6 separate regions of the Mus musculus genome follow, and regions 1, 2, 3, 4 and 5 are each linked to region 6. Evidence: chromatin contacts called from public Hi-C, HiChIP or PLAC-seq and promoter capture Hi-C data. All regions are on one chromosome and are shown on one strand. The core of a region is the stretch at or near the end of the contact, and the rest is flanking DNA. Distances in the headings are between cores, read along the strand shown. Region 1 holds the start of Psapl1 (prosaposin-like 1). Region 2 overlaps Sorcs2 (sortilin-related VPS10 domain containing receptor 2). Region 3 overlaps Sorcs2 (sortilin-related VPS10 domain containing receptor 2). Region 4 overlaps Sorcs2 (sortilin-related VPS10 domain containing receptor 2). Region 5 overlaps Sorcs2 (sortilin-related VPS10 domain containing receptor 2). Region 6 holds the start of Bloc1s4 (biogenesis of lysosomal organelles complex-1, subunit 4, cappuccino).

The links. Promoter capture Hi-C pulls out the DNA fragments that hold promoters and counts their contacts. A called contact is a pair of places that touch in the nucleus more often than the background predicts. HiChIP or PLAC-seq counts read pairs in DNA pulled down with a chosen protein or histone mark.
Region 1: a contact with region 6 is called in a promoter capture Hi-C map of hippocampal neurons, with 2.2 times the contacts expected there. The contact joins the promoter of Psapl1 here to the promoter of Bloc1s4 in region 6. A contact is called at or near these places in 1 of 39 promoter capture datasets (hippocampal neurons) and 2 of 115 datasets of contacts at active chromatin or transcription factors (embryonic forebrain and large pre-B cells).
Region 2: a contact with region 6 is called in a promoter capture Hi-C map of hippocampal neurons, with 3 times the contacts expected there. The contact joins the enhancer-like site here to the promoter of Bloc1s4 in region 6. A contact is called at or near these places in 6 of 39 promoter capture datasets (the 3T3-L1 cell line, 3T3-L1-derived adipocytes, hippocampal neurons and 2 more) and 1 of 115 datasets of contacts at active chromatin or transcription factors (pancreatic cancer cells).
Region 3: a contact with region 6 is called in a promoter capture Hi-C map of hippocampal neurons, with 2.5 times the contacts expected there. The contact joins the enhancer-like site here to the promoter of Bloc1s4 in region 6. A contact is called at or near these places in 2 of 39 promoter capture datasets (hippocampal neurons and pre-B cells).
Region 4: a Hi-C map of pro-B cells shows a contact between it and region 6, with 5 times the contacts expected there. The contact joins the enhancer-like site here to the promoter of Bloc1s4 in region 6. A contact is called at or near these places in 1 of 39 promoter capture datasets (hippocampal neurons), 1 of 484 Hi-C or Micro-C datasets (pro-B cells) and 2 of 115 datasets of contacts at active chromatin or transcription factors (embryonic stem cells and large pre-B cells).
Region 5: a contact with region 6 is called in a FOXA1 HiChIP or PLAC-seq map of pancreatic cancer cells. The contact joins the enhancer-like site here to the promoter of Bloc1s4 in region 6. A contact is called at or near these places in 2 of 39 promoter capture datasets (embryonic stem cells and pre-B cells) and 4 of 115 datasets of contacts at active chromatin or transcription factors (embryonic forebrain, large pre-B cells, pancreatic cancer cells and 1 more).

The regions. Positions count from the first base shown.
Region 1 is chr5:36,202,482-36,206,883 of GRCm38.p6, reverse strand. It overlaps Psapl1 (prosaposin-like 1), which reads right to left and starts at 2,863. Exons shown (of 1, transcript NM_175249.3): 1 at 316-2,863. The coding sequence starts at 2,818. The coding sequence ends at 1,241. All of the region lies in intron 2 of Sorcs2 (sortilin-related VPS10 domain containing receptor 2), which reads left to right.
Region 2 is chr5:36,067,665-36,072,267 of GRCm38.p6, reverse strand. Sorcs2 (sortilin-related VPS10 domain containing receptor 2) reads left to right here. Exons shown (of 27, transcript NM_030889.2): 5 at 869-942; 6 at 4,116-4,180. Among named protein-coding and RNA genes, the nearest start is that of Gm52811, 15 kb to the left of the region's middle. Within about 2 kb of position 2,482, at least 62 of the 459 cell types and tissues checked have an H3K27ac peak or open chromatin away from gene starts, as enhancers often do. A contact at or near this core is called in pancreatic cancer cells, where this site is marked.
Region 3 is chr5:36,128,310-36,132,478 of GRCm38.p6, reverse strand. The region is part of intron 3 of Sorcs2 (sortilin-related VPS10 domain containing receptor 2); the gene reads left to right. Among named protein-coding and RNA genes, the nearest start is that of Gm52810, 16 kb to the left of the region's middle. Within about 2 kb of position 2,243, at least 37 of the 459 cell types and tissues checked have an H3K27ac peak or open chromatin away from gene starts, as enhancers often do. A contact at or near this core is called in hippocampal neurons, where this site is marked.
Region 4 is chr5:36,221,549-36,225,968 of GRCm38.p6, reverse strand. All of the region lies in intron 2 of Sorcs2 (sortilin-related VPS10 domain containing receptor 2), which reads left to right. Among named protein-coding and RNA genes, the nearest start is that of Psapl1, 20 kb to the right of the region's middle. Within about 2 kb of position 2,013, at least 10 of the 459 cell types and tissues checked have an H3K27ac peak or open chromatin away from gene starts, as enhancers often do. A contact at or near this core is called in pro-B cells, where this site is marked.
Region 5 is chr5:36,180,704-36,185,278 of GRCm38.p6, reverse strand. The region is part of intron 2 of Sorcs2 (sortilin-related VPS10 domain containing receptor 2); the gene reads left to right. The region is part of intron 1 of Gm31945 (a long non-coding RNA gene); the gene reads right to left. Among named protein-coding and RNA genes, the nearest start is that of Gm31945, 3.6 kb to the right of the region's middle. Within about 2 kb of position 1,863, at least 15 of the 459 cell types and tissues checked have an H3K27ac peak or open chromatin away from gene starts, as enhancers often do. A contact at or near this core is called in pancreatic cancer cells, where this site is marked.
Region 6 is chr5:36,746,157-36,750,606 of GRCm38.p6, reverse strand. Bloc1s4 (biogenesis of lysosomal organelles complex-1, subunit 4, cappuccino) reads left to right here and starts at 1,928. Exons shown (of 1, transcript NM_133724.3): 1 at 1,928-3,233. The coding sequence starts at 1,962. The coding sequence ends at 2,609.

The DNA of each region.
Region 1 (4,402 bases), core at 1,614-4,113, 540 kb after region 6:
CAGCCAAGCCAAGCAAGTCTCATCCCCATCTAGGCAATGGCGAGCTCTGACAGGACCTCACGCGCACATGCCTCAGATGTTTGAACATCTACTGTGAGCAGGTCTTGTGTTGGACTTGAGGCCTATGCAAAGACATCCATCCAGGGGCTGTGAGGGGCTCATTAGGCACTGAAGACTGTGAATGAAAAGCAAGCAGTGGGCACCTGAGATAGGCAAGCCTTCCCACTGGAGGAGCACCCATGGGAGGCTGCGAGGAAGGGATTGTGAAGCCCCAGGGACCATGCTCTTCTGTTAGAATAACAACAGCAAACGTCGTTTGGAGAAAGCATCTAGTTTATATAAACTTGTTTGATCAGGCTCCCCAGAGACCCTATCGATCCCCAAGATAGGTTTTGCTGGTCCTGGTAGGTCACTGGGTGCTAGTCTCTAAGTGAAAGAACTTGAGGACATCTCTTAAAACTGTCTTAACATCCCTATGAGGCAGGCACGATCCTCCCAGTCTACAGATTAGAAAACTGAGGCTCAGCAGACGACTAGGGTGGACCTCTTGCTACTGCCATTCCACACCCCTCAGGGCTTTCCCCAGGACTCACCCAGCAGGGTTTTTTTTTTCTTTTTGATTTTAAGTACACCCCAGATTGCTTAGCACCAGGGCGGCTCAAGTCTGGGTGAGTAGACAAACTCCTCTTGGTGGGACAGGATATGGGCAAGAGTCATATAAAGTCCAAGTGTCCCTTTTGGGTGGTAGCCAATGACTCAGGACCCTTCCTCAGAAAAGTCCAGAGTCACTCATGTCCCAGCTGCACCACTGGGAGCCAGCTGGAGAGATCCTAGCCTGAGAATACCCAATTTCCACCCCAGAGCCATTATACTGACTAGTGACAGTCCCCTCCACCTACCTACCCTTACCTACTTGCTCTCACCCTGTAAGGGAGGCCGCTGACGGGTTTCTCCAGGCCATCAGCATCACAGCATGACAGGAGAGGGTGGCTTACTGGGGCAAGGGGGGAAGAAGACTCCCCATTTGTAGCAGGAGTAGAGGGGGCAGATAGGACAGAGACAGAAAGACGACACTGCCCAACTTTAGGGAATCATGGTTTTGAAGGTCAGCTCCACTCTGCCCTACCTGCACAGAGCCTCAGTTTTTTATCTATGACATGGGGGTGACACCCACTTCATAGGGTCCCCTTGGGAGGCAGAAGCCTACGGGTGGGCAGACTTTGGGTTCTGGTGGCCACGGTCATGGCTGCTCGTTGATTTTGGAGACGGGCTTTTTCCACACGAGGCGCTGGCAGTGTTCCAGGGCATTACACATTTCAGCGGCCTCTGGGCTCTTGCACCAGAAGCTGGGGCCCATGACGCACTGATCTGTGCCTAGAAGTGGAGTCTTAGGGCCGTGGCAGGCCCCCATCTTCTTGCATAGGTCCGTGGGGTTCATCATGAACTTGAGGCTCTCTATGAGCACAGGTTCATACTCGGCCACAAAACGGTTGCACTGCATCACATAAGGCAACGGCAGGATCCGGCAGCCACCTTTGAAGGCATTCAGAATGTCCCGCTTGGTGCTCTTGTGGTCCAGATTCTGGGAAGACATGCCCAGCAGCCTTTTGCACCCTTGGCAGAAGCTGCCCTGGTTTTCCTCATCCACCGGCAGGGATGGTGTGGTTGCCACAGCCCTGGAGATGGACCTGGCCCGCCTTTTGCTGCCACACAGCTTGATGGTCTCACATACTTTCTCTGGGGTGACTTTGGACATGAGCTGCACCAATTCAGGGCTGTAGGTGTCTACCAGGGTGATGCACTGTTGGACTAGAGGCTCGGGCACTACGGTGCACACTCGCTCCAGTGTGTGGCTGATGAGAGCTTCTGTGCTGTTGGTCACAAGCCACTTGTCCAGCTCCTGGACCAAGTTCAAGCACACGTCGCACGTCAGGCCCAACTGCATCTGCAACTCATTCGTCCTCGGCATCTCCATCTCCAGAGAGGGGACTCCATCCACAGCGGCCACTCGAGTCAGCCAGTGGGCAGACTCTCTCTCACAGAAGCCCCCCTTCCTGCAGACCTCCTGTGGGGGGAGACCCTGCAATGTTTGCTTAGCAGGGACAAACTGCCGGTGGATGTAGTTCTCGCAGAGGGCAGCCAGGCCAGGCCCCATGGACTGACACTGATTCTGGACAGTTACCTCTGCCAAGGTCAAATTAGACTCTAGAGCATCCTGGAGCAAGGAGATCAGCTGGACACAATCATGACACACAGCACCTTCAGGCATCTGTGATGGGTGGAAGCTCAACGCCCCGTTGGATAAGAATGGGGCCATCACCTCATTTGCATCCTCCTGGGTCAGCGGTCTCTCCGAGGTAGTCTCAGCTAGGTGCCTCTGTAATGGTTCACAGAGGGTGAGCGCAGTGCACACAGAAGCCAGGTCAGTCTCCTGAGCGCCACTGAGCATGCTCAGGACAGCTGCGCTGTGGTTGTTCACCATCCACTTGCACTTAGCTGAAGACTCCTGGCTTGGAAGCCACTCACAGGTCTTCATTACTGATGTCAAAATATCCGACTCTGTAGCACCTGGGTTCACCCCATTGCCAGCAGCCGCGGCCACATCCTGGCACACACTGCAGGGCAGGGACTTGACTGTGGGCTTGTTCCAGACAGCACTCTGGCAGTGCCTCACGGCCCGACACTTTGCAGCTGCCTGCAGGTCCTGACACCATACCTCCGAACCCTTGGCACACTCACGGGGAACTGAGATGGGGCTGGCCCTGGCAGCCCCCAGGAGGCCAGACCAGAGAATCAGAGCGCACAGCATAGTGCCCATGGTTCCACTGGCTGCTCCCTCTGCTTGGCTCTCGCTATAAAACTAGCTCTCCTGTCTAGCCTGCTCAGCAAGGTACCTGCCCGCTGCTCCTCCCCAACCTGAGTCAGAGCCCCACCTGCCTGGGTGCTGGCCCGTCCTCTCTGGCTTCTGCCTCTTGGCCATTCTACCTCCCTCTCTCTCCCTGAATAATCCCTATTTTCAAAGTCTAGCTTCTTTGGGAATGAAGCTTCTATTCTGTGTCACACCAGGCCCAGAAGAACCAAATTCCTAGAGTGGCTTATTTCTAACTGGGCCTCATGGCCACATGCCCGCCACAGGCTCTGGTCCTAAGGCCCCACTGTCCAGGGACTGACTGGACTACTGATCCCACAATGCCTGGGTGAAGGCTGCTGGCATGCAGAGCCTTATTCTGGAGACTTCTATGGGAGGCCATGTGTGGGCTGGTCCCTAGCAGATGCGCATGATGTTTGCTGAGGCTCACAGATACAAAGGGGTTTTCTGTTTCACGGTTAGGTCATCTGTTGGCTTCTGTAGTTTTGGAAATAAGCGTTAAGCAAGAGCATTGGCATCAGGCAAATGCACAGCTGGCCACGGCCTCATCCTGTTGATTCTGTGGAGGACCCTGAAGCCAGACTCACCTGTTCTGATTGACAGGCAGCTCCCAGCTTCCACGGGAGTGGGCAGATCAGGGACCCTGGGAACTCTATGAAAATCCTGCATGCCTTAGTGGTGTGAGTCCCACACATGGGTATCTGTGGCTCAGACGTTGGGGTTCTGGGTGCCTAAGGAATCCACTTCCCAGTTATGTGGGAAGGTATCCCAGCTGCCTTTGCAACAGCTTCACAAAGAATGCAGATGGTGCCTCCTGTTGCCCTCCCAAGAGGACGGGCTACAGAGAGAATATGGAATGAGGTTCGCTGAGCCCTTTAGATGACTGACTGCTAAGGTCTCTGCTTCCTTTGGGCCAGTGGAGGAAGCAGGCTTGGTGAAGTAGAGAGGTTGGGTTCTCTTAGCTGCAGGGCCACCAGGGCCAGCTTGTCAAGCTGTACAGAGGTGGAACTAAAACAAAGTGCTTTTATCTAGACCTGCCTGGGCAGGCCCGGGCTGACTCACCCCAGCACCTTACCCAGTTGCTGTTTATGGAACACCCACTCACTATTCACTTTGTTTTTGGGGCGCAGGCATTTTTTCAACCCTACAATCAACTCCGTTTGCCTGCCATTTGTGTGATCTTCCATTTGACTCAGTTTTGACCACTCCCCAGAGTCCATCCAGACCCCACAGTTAGGGCTTCAGACTATGCACTGGCTCAAACCTCTCCACCTACCTCTCTATCAGGGTTCCCATGGCCCTCTCTAAGCTCAGTTGCTATTAGGAAGTCTTACAGAACCCAGGAAGGCTCCATACCAGTATATCCCTTAGGACTCAACTTAGGGGAAGGTGCCAGCAAGAAGAGATAGGCAGAACATGGGACCTTTGAGCCTACAGCCAAGAATTGACAAATCTCATTGAAGAATTTCATCTAGAGCGCTTGCCCTTTCCCCAGAGTCATGGCTGAGGGATGGCTGAAAGTCCCAGGATTTT
Region 2 (4,603 bases), core at 1,233-3,732, 680 kb after region 6:
AATGATGCAAGTGAAAGATGCCTTGGGTGACAGTGGTGACAGACTCGCCCATCCATGCCTGCTATCTCAGTATGTGAAGCTTGGAATGAGAACCATGAGCATACAGGGACAGGGACATAGGAGGTGAGGGAGGTGGGTGTTGGGATTCACTGTGTCTATGCAGCAAATGCATGCCTGGGTTATCCACTCTACAGCTGGTCTCCGAGGCTGACCAGCTACAAATCCTGAGTGTCTGGAGAGAAGCCAGTCTGCCTCCATTGGGGTCTTCCCACTGCCCCATCCCCATCATAGCAGACAGAGGGCATGCCCAACAGGAAGCCAAGGCCACTCTACTCAAAATTTGTCCCTGGCCCTGACTGAGAGATGAAGCCACAGCCCACACTGGCTACTCTCTGGCTCTGTTACCCTCAACCAATAGCCTCTTCCTCAGCAGCCTGCAGCTGAGGACAAAGAGCAGCACTCCCTGTCCAATGAGGCCACCAAAGTCCTGTGCAGAAGTGTCCCACAGAGGGAAATCCTGAGAAGGGCTGGAGGATGGAAGGAAGAGACAGAGAGGGTCTCATGTGAATCTGTCAGACAGCATGTGCCACCCCAGGCTGGACCAGGAGAGGGACCCCACCCCCCCAGCGACTCTCTGGATTTAGTCGTTTGTCCATCCCCAAGAATTCACTTGCCAGGCTGCCTGGGTGAGAAGACTTCCATGCAGTGGAAGTCTTTGGCTCTCTTTGGCTTCAGCCCTTGTTGGTTAGCCTGCAGCTCCAGTGTGCCTGCAGGACAAGGGTGACTTCCCTTGGGGGAGCTCTGTAGCAGATCACTGTCACTCGGACCTCCCTGCCAAAGCTCTGTCTCTCTTTTGTCTGCCCTGCAGCTGTATGTGTCATCGGACCTGGGAAAGAAGTGGACACTTCTGCAGGAACGGGTGACCAAGGACCACGTGTTCTGGTGAGAGTCCTTTCCACAGGAGTCTTTATTCCTTTCCTCACTCCAGGGGATCACTAGGGCACTCTGTGTGTTCCTGGAGGTATCCAGGGCTCAGCATCCCTCAGGCCTAATTTCCTCATAGCCAGGCTGTGTGGCTTTGTGTCGTTCAGGCCCCACCTTGTCCTCTGTATCTATCTGTCTACTGGAAACACAGGGACCCTGCCACAGTACAGCTCAGGGTAGCTCAATGCTCATGGTTGCCCTCCTTCCAACTCCCTGCCAACTCAGCTCCCACCTTCTCCTGAGAGGTGACCTGTATGCAGCCTCCCTTGTTCCAGGAATGCCCAGGCCCTGCCTGCTTAGGCCTACTTTCCTGCCCACAATATGACAATGTTCAGTCCTGCTAGGAACTGAAGACCCAGCAGCCTCTGAGGAATGAAACAGGCAAGAGGGTAAATGAAGGTGGAATGGGCCTCAGGTTCCAGACAAAGGCCAGGGGGTGCTGGCTCCCCATTTGTATGACCTTCTGGGAGCCCCTCAGGGACTTGAGCATCATTCCAGCCCCACCATCCCAGTCAGGCAGCTCTGAGGTCCAGGGAGCACAGGCCAACTGTTTGAATAAGACCATTGAGGACAGGCATCTGCCTAAGGTCCCAGGCAGTAAAAGGGAGACAGGAAACCAGGGCAGCTGGCTCAGGGCCCACATTGTACCTGGCTGTGAGCATGAGTCCCTTTCCAGACATGCTCTACCTTCACAGGCTTTCTGCTGCATGCACACACATACACACACATGCACATACATGCACACAAGTACATACATGCACACATACACACACATACACCCATATGCACACACATACACATGAATACACATGCACATACATGTACACACACATGTACACACATACATGTACTTTCATGTCCTTTCTGTCTCAGCATAAATGAACATAAAACTTTGTACTAGCCTTCCAGCCAAGCCACTGCCCTGTCTCCAGTGAGATGCACGGTACAAACACCCGCTTCCCATCCCACCTCCTTATAACTCATGCTGTGCTTGCAAGGATCCAGTTCCCATGTTGGCTTTGAACACTGGCTCCTTATACGTCTGTGCCCTCTGCTCCTGGGAGGAAGTGATGATTTTCCCTCTGTAGCAACCCACTGGAGTACACATCCTGAAACCAGATGGCTGCTGTCAGTCACAGGCCCAACCCTGATGTCCTCTGTGGGAAGCAGAAACTGTCCCTCAAGTCACTCCTTAGAAGTTGAGGCTAAGGTCAGAAAGTGGGGACTGAGGTCAGGAAGTCTGACTTCTCCAGCTCCACAGACATGAAGCCCTCAGGGAGACTGTAGCATTGTCACCTGTCCCAAGCCAGGCTAAGGGGGTCCCAGACCAGCTCATGGATACTCTCTCTCTAGCTAGAGAGAAGCCAGCCCTGGGATATGGGGAAGAACGAATTAACATTCAAGCTGCTATTATCTTGGACAAATCAGACTGGCTCTGCCCACAAGCTTCTCTGGTGGCTTGGGGCTGTGCCTGTTATGTGGGAGAGTCACAGGATGCTTGGCAGCACAGCTGGTTGGATCCTCTCTGGAATGTGGTGACAGACAAGGGACGGCCCCTGTTGTGAGCAATAGATAATGCTGTTTTGACAGCTTTGTCCTTGGATCTGTAGCACAAAGCACCAGGACCTCTGCTCTATCTCAGGCCTGGCTCATTAGCAGTGTTGAAGCTACACAACACACTGGCTCATTAAGGAGATCCTGAGGGGTGTGCAGCAAGGAGCTTGTCTGGATTGTCACCTCCCCTTGGCGGTCAGCAGCCTCAGAGTAAAACAAAGGCAGACCCTGGCTGATGCCTTGTTGTTAGTGAGCAAATGAATGTGTGAATGAATGAATGAATGAATGAGGTGCAGATGAATGAATGAATGAATGAGCAGGTGGATGAATCTTTAAAAGGCCTCCAGAGCACCTGGAATGCCTGCTCCCAGGACCTACCAGTGTGTGTAGCTATTACCTGGGTTCCTGCGGCCTCTATACCAAAAAGGAAGCTTCCTGCCCATGTGTATTCTCTCTCTCTCTCTCTCTCTCTCTCTCTCTCTCTCTCTCTCTCTCTCTCTTTCTCTCTCTCTTTCTCTCCCTCCCTCCTTCTCTTCTTCCTCTTTCTCTTTTCCTTTCCCTTTCCCATTCCCTCCCCTTCCCCACCCCCTCCCCTCACTCTTTAGCTCTTTTCCTGTCTCTCCTATATAAATGAGCACATCTGGGAGTCTGGAAGATGGGGTGTACCAGCTGCAAAAGGTCCCAGCCTGAGTTTCCTGACTCCTTAGCTCTCAGCCCATGTCTTACTGATCTCTATCACCAGAGCTTGATATGGTGCTGGCAGAGTAGGTCCCATTGGCTCCTGGAGATACTGAAGTACTTCTCAGGATATCCTGTGGCTGCCTTCTGGAGGCATAGCACAGGCTTCTCAATAGGGTCCTGGGACACAGACCTCACCAGGAGGGGAACTCTGAAAGGAGTATGAATTCTGGGTCAAACAGACCTGGTGAGAGCTTCAGACCATCTTGTACAGCACCTGTGTCCTTGGGCAAGTCACATAACCCTTGGCCTATGAGATGTAAGGTTTAGCCGTGGCTTAGGAGCGTCTGGTATAGGTTTATAAGGATGATACGGAAGAAAACTGCTCTCACAGAGCCTCTGCCAACACACAGGCTTGGTATAAACTTGGAAGGGATTTTCCCCCCTGCATCCTGTGGTGGGCAACTTGACCAGTCATCTGCCAGATGAAGGAGAGGGCAGCCACTCAGATCCAGACCCTAGTTGGACCTCCAGTGAGCCTGTCAGGGATGTGTGACCATAGGAGTATCTCTAAGCACCTCTGATTGTCTCTCTGTGGGGACTTGGGCCAGCAGTCCCAGCCTGTGTCTCAGCTGGGGCGTGAGACCCCTAGGAAGAAGTGAATCATATAAACAATGTTATAAACAAGTGAGTACGAGCTCCCCCAAGCTTGAGGCAGATTTATCCAGCTTCATCGAGGCTCCCATTTGGACCCTGAAGGTCTAGTGGGGAGGACTGTATCTTCTAGACTCACAAAACAAGATTAGCCCCAGAGCCAGAGAGACTGTGGTCAGTGGAAGCCCAGGGAGAGGTTTTAGCCACCCGTTCACTGATACCATTTTCAACCTCTTCCTTTCCAGGGCTGTGTCTGGGGTGGATGACGACCCAAACTTGGTCCACGTGGAAGCTCAGGACCTCAGTGGAGGTAAGCGGGTCACAGTCACAGGTGCCCCTGAGCTTCCTTGCCCAGTGGTGCCGCTCAGCTGGGCTCTTGTTCACTGGTGTATCCTCCATGGTCAGCCCTGTGCACCGACCTCCCTGTGTTCTGATGTGCTGTAATTCGAAGCACACTTGTTTCCCGCTGGGGATGAATTGAAGTGGAGGAGGCCTGCTCTGTGGGAATTCTATTAAAAGGGCAATTTGTTCCAGCTCCTGAGCACTGAGTCTTTCCTACTGCATAGCCCCACCCAGCCTGGCTGAGGGCTGAGATGGCTCTGGGTCTCGGTGGCTCCCCTTCCCTAGGCAGGGCTGTGTCATGCCAGCCAGTAACTTTGGGCAAGTAACTGGGCAAGTCTCATGTCAGGAAGGTGACAGAGGTCATTGTCCTGGCAGTCTTTTGAAGTCCACA
Region 3 (4,169 bases), core at 994-3,493, 620 kb after region 6:
AGAGGCAGCAGGGTTTGGAGATGAACCCACCCTCCCACAAGTCATCGAGGGAGGCAAACAGCCTCCTGTTGTTTTTCTTGTATGAGATGGAGACTGTGCTGGCTCAAGCTGAATTATTCCTCTGATCGAGGATCAATGTGATACGGTTTTAAAAATAAACAACTGTTTTCAAACAGTTTTACAGTCCACCCTTGAGACTTGAATCCCTGCCCCCCTGGATGTACTGAGGGGGAGGAACAAATCCCCAAATTGCTCTCATCAGAAGAACGTAGCCCTCAGGAGACAGAGACTTGCAGGTTCTAGCAAGCCTTTGTCACATATTAAAAGCCTGTCTTAGAGATAAGGGAGGATAGAGAGGAGAGACAGGGAGAGGAGAAGATAGGAGAGGAGGGATGGGGAAAGGAGAGGAGAGAGGAGGGTAGTGGATCGGAGGGGAGGGGAAGTGAAAAACAAGAGGATATGATGAAGAGGCAGGAGGAGACATTACACTGTAAGGATGCTGATACAGTGGTCCTGATGTGATAATGATGGTGATTGGAAGGACCTGATGAGGAGGATTGTGATGAAGCTGGTGGCAATAGAGATATGTCCAGGACAGTGATGGTTTTTGCTGCTATAACTGAGCTTCTAAAGGGAGCCACACATCAGTCCTCTCTGCCACCACCCTGCTAAGTAAAGGAAGTGCGTGGCAGTGGTCCCCCAACAGATCAGAGCTGGAGTGACTCAGCTCAGTACTTCCACATATCATTGTGTCTCTTGGAAGTAGAGAGGGACACTCACAGCCTAACTCTCAGGAGGCTCTTTGGTCCTCAGCTCACTGGTCAGCTTGTGGCATGGCCTTGTGTGCTCTCAGGTATGTAGGGACCAGAAGAATGGTGGGTGTCCTCCTCCATAATTTCCTTGAGAGAAGGTCTCTCTCTGAACCTGGCGTTTACCATTCCCCCTACGGTAGTGGCCAGCAGGCCCCCATTGCATTTATCTCTCTGACCCCAAACTATTGCTGGGATGGCAGGCATGTGGCCACTCCCAACATTTTATATGGACACCAGGGATTCAAACCTAGGTCTTCATGCAACTGCTTTTCCCCACTGAGCCTCCTTCCCCGACTGCCATGTGCCTCTTTCAGAGGTCTAACTCTTAACATCCATTTTATATTTATAGAATAACAGTGACAGCAGTGTAGAAAGTGGTCATGTGTCTATCCCAGTGTCTCAAAGTACTTGGTCCTGACTCCTGTGATTAACTGAAGCCTCAGTTAGATGCCCTGGCTTTGGCCAGAGTGCCTATCTTCATTTGTGGGCACTGCATTGTGGCCACTCTCTGTCTTCTAAAGCTTTACTAGGGCATGCCAGATTTTTGACTTTCTTTCTTGATGACTGACCCTTGATAACCTCGAGTGTGGGACCAGGGTGTCTTGCAGTGTCCCTCACTGAGGACTTGTTATGACTTAAATGCCATTGTCTTCAGGGTATTCCTCTGATGATGCTGACCTTGGTCCCTGGCCTGAGCAGGTGCCTGCCATGTTTCTCCATGATAAATGTGACTCCTTTGGGTACCACACTTCCTGTTAGGAAGTCCAGCTGCACAGTTCCTGTGTAGGTAATGCTCCCGCAGCGGGGGAAGGGTCTGTAGAGCCGATGTAAAGACAGGCCCATCTCTCCTCCCTCATTATTTACTCTTTCAATCAGCTGTTTACATGAGGGTGGGCTCATGAATATTTATCTCCTCCTCAGCTGTAATCCAATAATGCTTTATTTATTTTATTGTTTAAATCACCCTAGCGCTTGCTGTGGGGAGCTCTGTCAGCTGGCTCTTGGTCCCTGTGAACAGATGCCTGTCGTTATGAGCCTTATTCTGGCTTTGAGCACACTTCTGCATTTGCTGGCACCACACCGTTGCTCTGGGCTCACTGTGTCAACTGCCTGCCAAGTCCAGAATTGGCCATTCCTCTGAAGTGCTTCAGTCCCTGTTACTAAAAAATAGAGCTAGAACCCGAGATCCACATGTGAGATGACATGCTTAGTGTCACACTGCGTCAGAGTCAGGGCAACTTGCTCTCACAATGCTCTTAGCATCTCAACACCCCTGAGCCACCCAAAGCAAAAAGCAACAACAAAACAAAGGAATGAATAAGTAAATAAACAAACAAAACCCTTCCAGGTGCCTTGAGCATTACTGGACTGTGTAGAATGAGCTAGAGGGCTATGAAGGGGTAGGTCTCAGAAGCAGGAAGCCACTGTAGCTCAGAGCTTGCCTCACAGACGGTGCATCTGGCAGATCCCCCATGGACCTCATGTTTCTTGTTGAGGCCCGCATCTGTGATGCCCTGGCATCAACAGCTGTGGCTGATGAGCCAAAGGGTCCTAGGATGCGGTTCAGGTTTCTAAAGAGTATTCAAGAACAAAGTCTCCTTGCAACTTCTGCAGGAAAGTTACAGGTCAAAATACCCAGTCTGTGTGTGTGTGTGTGTGTGTGTGTGTGTGTGTGTGTGATGACTGCTATCCCAGCAGGGAGTGGGCTGGGATACAGGGAAGATGTAGTCCTCACTCCATCTTTCCTGTTGTGATGACATGATGTGAGCCAGGGTGCCAGCTGGCTCCAACAGGCTTTCTCGATCTCTGACAGCATTTGGGAGAAAGAGAAACTGTGTCCAAGAATCACCAAGAAGGGGCCACCTCATCACATCCATGTCATGACAGATGCTTCCACCCCCTCACCCCGAGGATCTGCTGCTCAAGAAGGGGCTACTACCACCAGCTTGGCATTGGGAGCTGCAGCCTTCAGCCTTCCCAGAGTAAAGAAACCCTTAGATCAGTGGTTCTCAACCTTCCTAATGCTGCAGCCCTTTAATACAGTTCCTCATGTTGTGGGATGCCCAACCATAATAACTTCATGGTTATTTTTGTTGCTACTTCAACATTGTAATTTTACCACTGTTATGACTGTAATATAAATATCTGATATGTCTCCCCTGTGAAAGAGTCCCCCAGAAAGGTCACAACCAACAGGTTGAGAACCACTGCTCTAGAGAATGTAGCAATGGCTGGGATCAGTCTAGAAGCTGACCCCCTGAGTCCTCTTACCTGTATTCAGTGCCTTCTTGGCCCCAGCCACTCACCCTGCATCTTGCTCCAACGTCCCCCTTCTGCCGGCTCGGCATTGCTCCTCAGATTCCAGCTCCTTTCCAAGGAGCTCTGTCTCCTCCACTATCGCTGTCGCATAGATGCTGAGCTCATCAGAGTCCCTGCTGCAGAGCCAATCCTCCTCAATGTCCCCCGAGCCCACCCTCTGCCACCAGGTATCAGGGAGGGGACCTTCACTGTACTTCACCACCCATCCACTCCCCAAGACCTGGCCTCGCTGGCCTGTTTGCCATTCTGGGAGGCTTCTGGTATGTGATGTACTGAGCTTAGGGAGGAGAATAGTGTGAAGCCGCCTCTGTGAAGAAATTGTAATCTGGGGCCAGCCCCACACTCCTGTCCTCTAGTGCTTCTGGTTGGGCTGGGGTAGCCGCAAAATAAGGGAGCAACACAGGGTCTGTACTTCTTGCCAGTGTCACCCAAGTCACGAGCACACAGTCCCTGTGCCCCAGTGTACACCACTGAAACATGTGTGCTTAAGTTTGGCATCCAGGCATGTATTATCCTCAGGAATTCATGGGAGTGGTGGTTGCTGGGGGCGGGGGTGGGGAGAGGTGACATTCTAGGCAGTGGATTCTGGAGTCAATGACAGCAGCTGCAGACGGCTACCATAAGGGGAAAGCCTCAGGGACACTGAATGATATGGGAGGGACTCTCAGCCTACACCCTCAGAGCTCCCCAGGGAGCCTGGGAGCCTCACTTGAGAGTCAGTGTTGCAAGGCTCAGCTCTGCAGGATTCCCTGGGCTGCATGCTCCAGGCCACATTCACACCACACATGTCTGTGCACACATATGTGGAGTTGCTCTATGCACAGAGACACACAAATATCTACTCTTATGTGCATACCACTAACTGAAATGTACATGTGTTGCCCAGAACTTCTGTCCCCTCTCTGGACAGTGTCAATGGCTCTCCAAGGATCATTTTTGATTTTCTTGAGACCCTGCTCTATTTGTAGACCACGGTTTGAGGCAGGAGACTGGGTGTCATGTGATCACAGAAGATGAATGTGCTAAACCAGAGAAACA
Region 4 (4,420 bases), core at 764-3,263, 520 kb after region 6:
GGGTTATTAAATACACACTTACTGAATGCACACCGATCCTCCCAAGAATTCTCCTGTGTAATCACAATAAATACATTTTTAATGACAGGTCTGGTATTTACATTCTGAAAATGGCTCTGGGAAATCGAAGCTGAATGCATTTTTAATTGTTCTGTGTTTAATGGGCCTCACGTCAGCAGCCTCTCCCTCACGGGCTTCCTTGACCCATCACCAGCACCTTCTCTCTGCATCCTCTGCCAGACTTGGATCTGTGAACAGTACCCTAGGTTGGGAGAGACATCCGCATCTTAGGACCTGCTGGCTGGCACCAGGGAATTGAAGTCTCCTATCTCATTTTTCTCTGGGCTCACAGGGCCTACCTAAGGCTTCCTCATTCAAGCTAGAGTCAGCACACTCTGTCCATCCTTAAAACTCTGGGCACAGTGGCTACTGTGCTACTGGGACAAATGACCACAACTGGGGAACTTAAAACAACAGCCAGGGACTCTCCAGGGTTCAAACCATGGCGTTACAGGGCAGTGTTTCCCCTGAAGACTGGGAAAGGAGGTCATCGTGTCCCTGCCAGCCCCTGGTGGCTGTGTCACTGAGACCTTGCTGCTGTGTGTTGATACGCATGTGACAATACTGCCCAGGTGCATGTGGACACAGTGTGCAGGTGTGCGTGCCTCCGTGCACACGTGCCTGTGGCAGCCAAAGGTCAATCCTCAGTGCCGTTCCTTTGGAGACAGTCGCTTTTGTTGCCGTCTTGTTTTTAAGGCAGAATCTCTCACTGGCCTGGAGCTGGCCCAGCGGGCTAAGCAGGCTGATCAGCAAACCCCAGGATACTCCTGACTCCACTTCCCCAGCTCTAGAAGTGTGTACCCCAGTGTCTGCATTGTTTCCGTGGGTTCCAGGCATTGAACTCGGGTTCTCCCGCTTGCACAGTGGACACTTTACCAGCTGAGTTATTGAGTCAGCCCCCCTGCCTCTGCCTCCACATGGCTGTCTCGCTGTGTATTCCTTCTAAAGACAGTGGCTGCTGGATTTAGGGTCTGAGCAGACAATTTGGGACATCTCATCTCGAGAATCTTAACTGAGCCACCTCTGTAAAGACCCCTGGTAATTTATGGGGTTCAGGACGTGAATATCTCTTCGAGGGAGCTACCCCTCAACCCATGACATGCTCTGTCATTAAGCTCTGGGGATGCCATTGGTTTTCTAAATGGCGACTGGCTCTTGCCCTGTTCTCTGTTCCCCAGCCACACTCTTTTTGTCCCTCTTCATCCATGGCTAGATCCTGGCTGCCCTCCTCAGCTGGCTACCGTGTCTCCGCCCATCCTTTCCCAGAAGACCCATGGACTTGAAAAACACACAGTCTGGTGCCATGGATGGACTCAGTGCCCCCTCATGGCTCACATCTGCCATTCCAACCCTCTACTGAAACCCCTTGATGATCCAGATGTGGAGGCTGGCAGGCAGAGCTGGAGCACCACAGGGGTGTGAGGATGCGGGTGCTCTTGGTCTCTGAGGGTTTTGTGTGATATTTGTCTCTGCTCTATAACAGCGCTGTAACATGAGATAAAGAGAAATTCACAGCACAGTGTTGTGTCTGCTACCACCCACCCTCCTCTCTGGGAGAGTGTTGCTGGGCCCTTCCATGCTTCTGGAGCCCCCACCCCCACCCCCAGGCAAGGCACAGAGGCAGTCAAGGTCGTGACAGACTGTTAGAATGGAATGGGTCCCAGGAATGGGTTTTGAGTGTTAAAACTCGGCCAGCCCTACGGACACACTGAGATCAGCCTCTCGGGAGCCCCTGCACAGTGCCTGGGGTTCATGTTCTCAGCATTTTGTCCCCACTATTGTCCCCAGCCTTTTAAAACTTGCTTTCCTAATGGCCTCCCACATAACTGAAGTTTCACTGAAGGACCCTACATGTATTTTTTAATGTGGAATTCACATCTTTCAGGCCCGTCGAGAACCAGTGTTGGCCACCTGGGGGTGCTGTTTTACCCCAGTGAATGTGGTTGGTGCAGAGAAACCAGTTCAGCCTTGCATCTCTGCCCAGGACTCAGAATGTAGATGATATGCTGATCAGGATGCCAGGCTCTGAGGTGGGACCTTAGGCTGCGTTCTAAACAAGTGCTAGGAAATTCCGATACCGCTTGTCCATAAGACAACAGGCCTGTTGCTTCCAGACAACCTGGGAGTCTCTGCAGTGCTAAGCAGCCCACTGGTAGTATCTGGTCAAGCTGGACTTTACCCGGGTGTCTGTAGGTGTCTGTGTGTGCTGGCTCCTGTCTGGCATGCACTTAGCATTGCCCCTCAGTCCTGACTTTATCCTCATCTAGTTAGTGCAGCTTCCCTAAGGAGGCCACTCAGTGTACAGAGCCCTCCCCCACCCCCGGCAAGGTTCTTTGTTACCTCTCTCATGGAAGTTTCTGTTTCCTTGCTTATACTGCTTCTGCTATTACTAGAACACAAGTCATGAGCACGGAGACCTCTCAAGGCCATACAGTTGATCACAGGATGCCATAACCAAGTACTGACTGGTGCTCGGAATGCACGTTGGCCTTGAATGCATGGGTCGGTGGACAGATGGGTGAACAAATGAATGGAGATGATGGATAGATGGTATATAGATGTGTGTATATGTGTATGTGTGCATATGCGTGTCTGTATGTAGCTAGCCGGATGGAACAATAGCTGGGTAAGTGGGTTGATGAGTGGATAGGTGGAAGGACAGATGGATGGGTGGATACATGGATGTGTGCCTGAGTCATAGAGATAGTGTGGTTTTAGGGAAACACTCCTGGGATCTTGAAGATTCTTTATGTTGATGAGGTCTTTATTGGAGAAGCCCAAGAATACAGTCAGTTCAGATGCTGTCAAGCAGGGAAAGGAGGCAGGGCATATTCTGAGCCAGGAGAAAGCTGGCTATGGTCTACCTGCTTACTCCTGCCCTCCCGCCTGGGTTACAGCCTGCAGGATCTACATTGAAGGTAGCTATTGAAGAAGGTGAATTTGAATTAGGGCCACACTTCCACGACCCAGACAGAGGACTCTACCAGAGCCACCCCTGTGGCATCCCACAGGTATATGAGACCTTGGGGCCTGCTACACAGGCAGCCAGGAGCAGCCTCAGTGGCACTGGAGTGGGATGATCCGGGCTTCCCCTCCAGGCTTGGCTGGAACCTGTCCTCTCTGTCGGGGGTGGAGAGCATCCCTTTCCCCTGGCTTCTCTTTAATTATGGAATCTTTGACATATAGAGAAAAGTGCAGAATGCCGTAAAACACCAGCCTGGGGAGCGGTGGCAGAGGCGGGCTAGTGCACATTAAATCTCCATCCGTTCCTCCTAATCTACCTCTGAGGTACTTAGTCTGATGTCCTGTGTGTTCCTGGGGTCAGCAGATGGGAGAGCAGGTACACCCCAGGAAGGTAGTGGAATTCAGGGTGTCACTATTCATCACAGCAGGGCCTCACCCAGCTTAGTTCATAGATGTTAAATGGTTCCCTCTCTGCAGGAGAGGTCACACTTTCTTAAAGACAGCAATAGATTCAGATGAAACTCACCCTTTGCCCTTCTGCTACGCCCCCGACCCCTCTCCCCAGCGTCTACCTGGAAGCAATCTCCATCTTAAGCTTGGGGTGGACCATTCCAGTTTGCTTTATAGCTTACCTATAAAGCAGAAATTTAAACACATACGACAACATATAAATCACAATTTATATTGGTTCAGGACAATGCGTGACTCTCTGTAATCAGACAACCAAACATGAGCTTGTTTTAAAAATTGATATGAATAGCATCATCCCGCTCCCGGCATTTGATTTATGTTCTCGACTTCATTCTGGTAATTTCCTCACGTTGCATGTGGATCCTCTCGGATGTGTGCGTTCTCCATTATGGAGCGGTGATCTTGATGCCTAGGGAGTTTGGTATTCCAGTCAGGGTTAGCAGCGAGCTTGGGAGCCATAGTGAACCCCCTGGGCTGCCTCTCCAGGCAGATATAGGGCAGGGCTGCCTGATGTCTCCTCTCTTTATCTTGCCAGCTTGCCAGTGGGGTCACTCACCCCTGCAAATCTTTGACATCATCAGACCTTGCCTGTTTGTATTCAGGGGCTATAGGGCCATTACTCGATGCCCTCCTGAGATGGTATGTTCCTTCTCATGGTCACAGGTCTCCTCTGTATGACACAGGCACTGCTGTATACCCCTGCTTCTGTCAAGTTGCTTAAGTCTTTTGTCATCCCTTCCTTTCCTTGAAAGGGGACCAAGCCATCTCTAGGACCCCAAATGTCAAGATGTATTTCTTCTAAATGTCCCCTCATCTCTAGCCTGGGGCCTCTTCCTCTTGTCAATACCCACAAAGACATTCTCTCTTAAGCATGCTTTATCTTGCCATAGTTAAGTCTTTAAGCACCAATGTTCTGTCTGATAGT
Region 5 (4,575 bases), core at 614-3,113, 570 kb after region 6:
GCTTGAGCCAGGACATTGCACCTCCCCTTTCTAGGTCAAAGCCCCACCTAGGATACCAGACCTATCACTGTTGGGATCCTTGTTCTTCTACTGAATTGCTGTGTGACCTGGGACAAGTCAGTCAACTTCTCTGAACTGCCATGTACTCATTCATGAGATGAGAAATAACCAACACTGCCTTGAAGAGTTGTTGTGAAGGTATATTTGAGTGCTGCCTATAAATGAGAAGGCTGGAGTCTGACAGTGGGTGTTCCATGGAGCAATGATGGTAACAGTAACAGTGGTGATGAGATGATGACGATGATGATGTGGTGGTGGTGGTAGTGGTGGTGGTGGTGGTGGTGGTGGTGGTGGTGGTGGTGGTGGTGGTGGTGGTGGTGAAGGGGATGCTGGTGATGGAAGTGATGATTGCGGTGTTAGTGATGAAGATAACAGGATGGTTATCTTGATGATGCAAGTCAGACCCAGGGTCTGAATGACAGGCCCAAAGCTCAGGAGTGAATCTCACAGCCATGGTTCTGAGTGCTGCCTGCTGTGAGAGTCATCAGGGAATATCCTGATTCTGAGCTGAGAGTTGATGAGAATGGCAAGCCATGCATGACACCCACCAAACAAGTCCCATTCAGAATTCAGACCTGCCCCGCTCTCAAAGCACCTGTGTCCCATCACACTCTTCTAGCCCCAAGGCTGGTGAGTCAAGCAAGAGTCTTCCCAGTGCTAGCTCACACTGTCCCCCTAAGAGCTCTGATGTGAGTGAGGCTTGGGCCCATCCAGTAATGCTGACAATGTTGTCGGGTTGCAATGAGGTCCCCGTCTGTCTGCAAAGTACCCCAGGTGATCATAGTCTCAGCAGGGGCTTGTGATTCTCCCAAAGCACTCGGTTCTTTCTCACCACAGGGCTGCCTGGCAATGCACCCTTTCCCCTACCCAACGTCTATGGGAAGATCGCAGACACAGCCAGTGGTCTCTTGGGAGCCTGTCACAAAAGAGGGGCAGCTGTTATTGGTTGATCCTGATATTCAGTTATTGGAAAAAAAAGGGAGTGAAAGTCATAGGTCACCATGATGTAGTGAGGTCACAGTCAGTAGGTTCCATCCCCATAGACAGGTGACCAGGGGAGAAATGACTCCTCCTCTTAATCCGAATGAGGAAATAGGCCCAGTGGGATTCCTAGGTGTCTTAGTCACTGTTCTGTTGCTGTGGAGAGACATCATCATGAAGGCAGCCCTCAGAGGAGAAGGCATTTAACTGGGAGCTTGCCTACAGTTTCAGAAGTTTAGTGCATTATCATCATGGCAGGGAGTGTGTTGGCATGCATGCAGGCATTGTACTGAGAGAAAGAGAGAGAGAGAGAGAGAGTCAGACAGAGACAGACAGAGAGACACAGACAGACAGACAGACAGACATAGAAAGAGACAGAGAGAGACAGAGATAGAGAGGTAGACAGGGACAGAGAGACAGACATAGAAAGAGAGATAGACAGAGATAGATAGAGAGGTAGACAGACATAGAAAAAGAGAGAGACAGACATAGAAAGAGAGATAGACAGATATATATAGAGAGACAGAGACAGACAGAGATAGAGAGGTAGACAGACAGACATAGAAAGAGAGACAGAGACAGAGAGTCAGAGATAGACAGAGAGGTAGACAGACAGACAGACAGACAGAGACAGACAGACATAGAAAGAGAGACAGAGACAGATAGACAGAGATAGAACACGAGACTGGACCTGGCATGGACTCTTGAATCCTCAAAGCCCACCTTCAGTGACGTAACTCCTCCATAAGGCTACACCTACTCCAACAAAGCCATGCCTCTTCAAATACTGCCACTCCCTGGTGACTAAGCATCCACACATCTGAGCCTATAGGGGACATTCCAATGGAAACCACCATACCAGGGTCACACAGGAAGTTGTACTATGCACGCAGGGTCTGTCTATCTGTCCATCCTCCACCCATTCCATCTCCATGTGCTCTCGCTTATCCATTCCTTACCCACCCACCATAGACCCATCCATCCATCCTCCATTTATCCTCCATCCATCCATCCACCCACCCAGAATTGCCTCAAAGCAGCAGTGATCCTCCTGCCTCCGGTTCTGGAATGCTGGGATGACAGAGATATACGGCTATGTCTGATTTTAAATAATGCAGTGGTAGACCTTTGTGTCGCTGTATAAAAAACATCCATGACAGCCACAGCAAGTGTGGCGACTCAGCCCAGGCCACCACTGAACTCAGAAGCCCAGGTCCCTGTTGTCCTCAAGCAGAATCTGCCCCTTACCATCTCAAAGAAGTTCCTGCTAGATGCTACGGCCTAATGGTCTGGAGTGCCCCGGGTTGAGCCAGGCTTTCCTCAACATGTACCCCTGGACACCCCATCCCATGTTGGTAATATCCCTTTAAGGATCATGCTTCCCCTAGGCTGGGGCTCTGTGGGACATGCACCCGGCCTCCCTGCTCATCTCTTGATCAGCTGCAGACTATTTGCCATGGTACCTGACTGGCCTCCGACTCCTTAGGCTCCCTTAGCAGAGTGTCTGTGAGTACTTGCTTTTGGCCGTTGTGTGCATGTCACTAACAGTAACCTTTCTTTTTATATCTTTATATCTTGAAAATTAATTAACTGTTGTCAGAATGACAGCTGGCTGACCCCAAGGCTGGAGGAACATGCCGGGCAAGCTGTCTATCAAGCCTAGCATGAAAATCATACATACCATATGCCAGGGAGCTCAGCACTGTGCTTGGTAAGAGGACCATGGAAATAAATCTCCAGTTGACAGCGACACTAGAATGTCTTCATGAGCATGGGAGCCCCATCGCTATTGAGGGATGGGGAGTTCCTTTGTGTAATGGAGCCGAGGGAGCTTTGACTTGGCCCGGCCTAGCCAGTTCCCATTAAAGCTGGCTCTGGACTGTGGTGGCCTCGCTGTGGGAAGCTAATGATGACAGTAATGAGGCCCCCACATAGAACCAACCTCCACACAGCTCTGTTTAATGGTATGGTTTAATGGACCAAGCTACCATCCTGCCACAAAATGGGTTGGGTAGGAAAGAACTCCTTGTCTATCGGGTGGGTTCTCCTCCCTGCCCAGCCCTGCCTGAGGGATTTATGTCCAGCATGGCCTTGGGTTCCGCATGAGGCCAAGGTCCCTGGGCTCAGCTTCCTCTCACCCTACCACACTTCCTCTCACCAGCTGGGAGGACTCTAGGTGCTCCAGGACCCTCAGAGAAGGACATGCCACCATCTGCTGTGGCCTCTACTACTCTGTTTTCCTGATCAGGTCACTTGGCTGCCACTTCCTCCTGAAAGCCTGTCCCGAGTGTCCCCACCCTTCAGGTGGGAAAGTGCTCCTTTTAATCAGCCCAGACCCTTCCTTCTTGTCCTGAAATACTCCACAGGCATGCAGTCGCTGTGTCTGTGACTATAGCAGTGAGCCGAAGGTACTCTCAAGGGGGAACAGGAGCCAGAGAGCCAAGCACCCCTTTGCTGGAGATGCAATATCCAGCCCCATATCGTTGAGAGTCAAGGACCTCAGGTTTCCCTCCAAGGCTGGATCTCACTCCCTAGCTATGGAGCTTGTAAGAATTAGGGATGAAACAGTAAAAGAAAATGGCATTTGGTGACCTGCACAGTGACACTGCACAGTGATGACTTCTACCCCACTAACACCCCCAAAGTGGCATGTGCCATACCTGAGGAAAAGTATGGCCGTGATGAGCAGCCAGGGTCATTGTAGTGAGGACTGCCTATCCTGCACATGGGATACAGGGTCTCCACTCCCAACACTGGGGCAGGCCTCCTCCCATCCACAGAGGATGTGTCAGCTTGGTGTGTGATGCCCTAGGAACTCTAGTTCAAGGCAGAAAATCTCCTGGGAGGAGGAAGACATGGGCTTCACTCCACATTCCCTCCTTAGATGTCCCAGCTGCTTGGCCTACTTCAGATCAGCCACAATCACCATTTAAAGCACATTAGGGTAACGGGACAAGGATGACCCTTGTGAGTTCATCAGTGAAATTCTGTCAATCCCAGGACTTGAGTGCCAAGATGACAAAACCCTCAAACTCTGAGAAACACTGTACCCTCACAAAAGGGGAAAGCTACGAAGAAGCTTTATGTGACAGGAAGTGTGCCACGTGGACTGTGGCCATGAAGAAGAGGGGAAACAGGTGGGAAGGCTCTCCCTGAGGCAGGGCAGGGCCACCTGCCTCTTGCACCCAGCTTGTCATTTGGGACCCTGGGCCCTCTCCTCTGCCTAACTGCTCCCTCAGTGGGATACAGCTTCACGTTGGTTCAGTGCCTCACTGGCCCTTTTGCCTGAGATGCCTATGGTGTCCCTGCCTAGCTGAGGCTCAGGAAGGACCAGTGAATGCTGGGAAAGTATTGGGTCCACATGATCTCACTATTATCTCTGCAAAGCTTCTGAGTGGGTGAGAGGATGGGCAGGTGGATGGGTAGGTAAACTGGCATGCGGATGAATGGATGATGAATAAGTGGTGTGTGGGTGATTGGGTGCTTGAGTGGATTATGAAGAGTGGGGGATGGATGGACAGACTAGTGGGTGGT
Region 6 (4,450 bases), core at 679-3,178:
AAAAAAAAAAAAAAGTGTACTCTATCTGCAGTTACACTTGCATGCCAGAAGAGGGCATTAGATCCCATTACTGATGGTTGTGAGTCACCAAGTGGTTTCTGGGAATTGAACTCAGGAGCCAGTGCCATCTCTCCAACCCTGGAATGGAAGTAGCATTTTTAAGAGCAGTTAGTATTTTTTTCTTTATTATTATTTTTTAATCCTGGGCTATGAAAGGCTGATATTCTTTGTCTCCGTGGCAAGTTCTCCCCGCGATGTGTTTCAGGTTCACAGCGATAGACTCCAGTCAGCTGACCCAGATGGACTGACATGATGGAGAACTGAAGCAGCTTGTAGCTTTCTCTATTTTGTTGCTCAAAGTTGTTTTTCTTCTCTAATTCCTAATTCCCAGTGGGAAAAGAGGTCATGTGAGCTCTACCCAGAGAGAGGATGTGTTTAACACCTAACAAAACTCCAACCACCCAGTCTTTTGCAGGATGCGTGTGGGTACCTGCCTGTGTATGAGTATGTCAATAGTAAACAGCCAACACTTTTCCTAACTGTTCCCTATTGGGGATCTGGTTTACGTCTCCTGACAATGGGGTCCAGGCCATTTGGACAAAATACCCACTACAAATCCCATCAAGACAAGGGCATCTCTACTTTATGCCTGTCTTCACTTGACAATGTTGAAGAATAAGGCCCTAAGTTTCCCAAGGACCTGCCAGACTGCATGGGTCTCAGAGACGCCACCTTGGATGTTTCTATGAATATTAAGAATTTATTCCTACCTTGTTTTTGTGTTTGTTTGTTTGTTTTTCTGGTAGCATTGTGATGGAATCCATGCTTGGGTGAGAGTACTTCTTTTGTGAGGAGGCTGAGATGACCACTCGTTAGGTTGACTTTTGTGTTCCACTGTTCTTGCTTTTGCTTACAGTTTATTTTGCTATCGCTGGTAAGGGAAAAGAGGCAGGCTGGAGCCTCACATGGGTGCTGGTGGGTACTACACAGTGGATAGATGTGGGAACAAGTCTAAGAGAGCTGTGAACTTACTGTGAACTACGGATAGGCCATTGTGTGGGATGTTCTTCCCACAAGGTGGCCTTCTAGAAAGAATTACATAAACTGTGATAAGAGGATACGCAAGGACGTGCAGGAAATGCCCTGGCATGTCCCCGTTATCTCTGTGGGAAAGACAAATAGGAGGGATATTCTTGGCTCTTTTCACAAGACCAAAGATGATAACACCAGGTATATTTTCTGTACTTGTATTTGCTAAAACTAATCATAAATGTCACCTCATATTTTGCTTCCTTTAATAATAAAAATGAGAAGTTCTTTGTATTATTCTTGAGCTCAAACACCTGGAGTCCCCCAGTTCCTAGACAGGGCTTTGGAATATCCTTCCATCTACGGAGATTTAGCCTTGGCTGGCTACAGGGCAGGTGGAGCAACAGAGGTAACCTGCTGTGACGGTATGGACAGCCTCAGCTCTGCTTCAATGTATTTCTCTGACACTATCATTTGTCAATTTACCACCAATCTACCTATCATTCCATTATCTATTGATCTGTCTGTCTGTCTGAGACAGAGCCTCACTACAGGACCCTTGGTGGCGTGAAACTGGCCAGGCTGGCCTTGAATTTAAGAGATTTGTCTGCCTCTGACTCCTGAGTGTTGCTACCAAAGGCCTGTGCCACTGGTCTAATCTATTTGTCATCTATTATCTATCTGCCATCTACCCATCTTTCTATCTATCCTCTAATCGTCTGTCACCCTCTTTGGATTACTAACTTGTGCAAACTCTGCTGGCACACACTACGAACGCACCGACAAGCCAGCCAGAAGCACTGCGGGCTCTCTGGGCATGTGGATAGTAGGCTTGGCTACTTGTTAGGGGCGTGACGTCTTTAGGAGGCGCCGGAAGCAGGCATCTCAGACCGTAACGCAATCGCTCAGCACCGGAAGCGGCCGAGCGGGCCATGGAGGAAGGACCCGCCGTCGGAACCCTGTCTCGAGAGGTCTCTACCGAGGAGGCCGAGCCGTTGGGCGCCGCGTGGAGCGGGGACAGCGGCCACGTCTCGCAGAGCCACAGCAGCGCGTCCGGGCCGTGGGACGATGACGGCCCCGAGGACGCGCCGGGCCGCGACCTGCCGCTGCTGCGCCGCGCCGCCTCGGGCTACGCCTCCAGCCTGCTGCCCAGCGCGGGACCGAGGCCAGAGGTGGAGGCGCTGGACGCCAGCCTGGAGGAGCTGCTGGCCAAGGTGGACGAGTTCGTGGGCATGCTGGACATGATCCGCGGGGACTCGTCGCATGTGGTGGGCGAGGGCGTGCCCCGGATCCACGCTAAGGCGGCCGAGATGAGGCGCATCTACGGCCGGATCGACAAGCTGGAGGCCTTCGTGCGGATGATCGGGAGCAGCGTGGCCAGGATGGAGGAGCAGGTCGCCAAGGCCGAAGCCGAGCTGGGGACCTTCCCGCGGGCCTTCCGGAGGCTGCTGCATACCATCAGCGTCCCCGCTCTCTTCAGGTCGGCGCCCAGCGGGCCCCAGCGCGCGGCGTACGAGCCGCCAGTCCTGTTTCGGACCGAGGACCACTTCCCTGGCTGCGGTGACAGACCGCAGCTCTGAGCGTGTGCGCCTCCACCGCATGAGGACTCCAGCGAGACTCTTGTCCCAAGTGTTAAGAAATCCTGTGAACTGGCGTATGTGATGCCGGGATGTGAAAGGTTAAAGTTTATTTTCTGCAAACGACTTGACATCGTCAGTATTCGATGCCAAGAGTGTAGGTCTCTATGTCTTCCAGTTCGGATTCGAAAGCTCTTTGGTGGGGACCTGGGGAAGCCAACTGAATTAATTTATCGGTGCAATACGGCAGAGCTGTTATTTTTATGGCCTTTATTACAGTGAACAGTGTTTCCTTGTTAAGATTTATATATTTATATGATCAAAAGTGCCCAAGAAATTAAAGCTGTATTATTAAATCCTAACAGTGGTTCAGTTTTCTGTAGCCTTCTGGGATAGATAGTAAATTGTTTTGTATTATATTCAATTTTCTATGGTGTAGACTGTAAGCCAAAGGAAAGAAGACAGTTTCTTAAGATAGCAAACTGGGCGTTTTGTTGCAGGGAGTCCTGAAGTTGTATTTGACAGTTTGACTGGAAGCTTAGTTTATCAAAGCAAGAATATTAATGTATGGTTGTCAGTGTTCTATTTATAGCACATCAATTAAAATGTTAAATTTCTTTGGCAGAGATTTCCTTCTGGAGATTATTTACCATAGTTTGTTTGGAAATGAGCCTGTCGTTCATGTTTTTAGTAGTGGGGTAAGAAAAGGCAACTTCCTTCTTTGGAAGGTTTGTGTGAAGAGCCAACCTCGCTGCTCTTCTCACAGTTCTGCGGTTCTTCCCCCGAGTCTCGTTGAGCAGAAGGGTTTTGTTCTTTCACTTTGGGGCACACGGGTCCCTTACCAACAAACTACTATTTCCTAAGTTGGTTCTCCCAGGTAGTACTCAGCTGAGTCTCTTGCTGTCTGTCAGGGTAAAGTCGGTAATGGAACCAGATGTGATAGCACACATTTGCAATCCCAGCACTCAGGAGTCGGAGGCAGGAAGATCAGAGTAGCAGGATAACCTGGGCTGTAGAGTAAGCTCCAGGTCAGCCTGGGTAGTTAAGAAGACCATATATCAGTAAATAGATGACTTAGCCAGGTATGGTGGTGCACGCCTTTAATCCCAGTACACAGAAGGCAAAGGCAGGTGGATCTCTTAGTTTGAGGCCAGACTGGTCTACATAGTGAGTTCTAGGAGAGCCAGGGTTACAACCCTCAGTAAATAAATGTGATAGTATTATCTCCTTTTGCTTTTCATGGGCCTTCTGTGTTGTATGGTGACATATTTTTTTTCATTTGATTTGTAGTTCACATCAAGAAACAGGTTTAAAAGCTGAGGGGACAAGTGACCTACATTTACTGTTCAGAATCTAGTGGGTGCTACTAGAAATTATTAATATATTTTTATGACAGTCAATGAATGTGAAAATAGAGTTCCAGGACAGCCTGTGCTAAAGAGTAGCACCCTGTCTCAAAAAACACCAAAAAAAAGATTGCTTTCGTAAGGTTTTAGAGAGATGGCTCAGCAGTTAAGAGCATGGTCTGTTCCCACTTGGTTTTGAAGACAGGGTTTTTCTGTGTAGTCCCAGCTGTCCTCTTGGACCAGGCTAGGCTCCAACTCAGAGACCTTCCTGTGTCTGTCTCCCAAGTGCTGGAGTTAAAGGCATGCACCACCATTGCCCAGCTAGCCCACTTCAGTTTTGTGAGCACTCACAGTGTCTGTTAGCTACAACTCTTTTCTTAAAAGGTTGTTCACTCCAGGCAGTAGAAACACGCCTTTAATACCAGGACTCGGGAGGCAAAGGTAGGCAGATCTGAGTTTGAGGCCAGCCTGGTCCACAGAGCAAGTTCCAGAACAGCC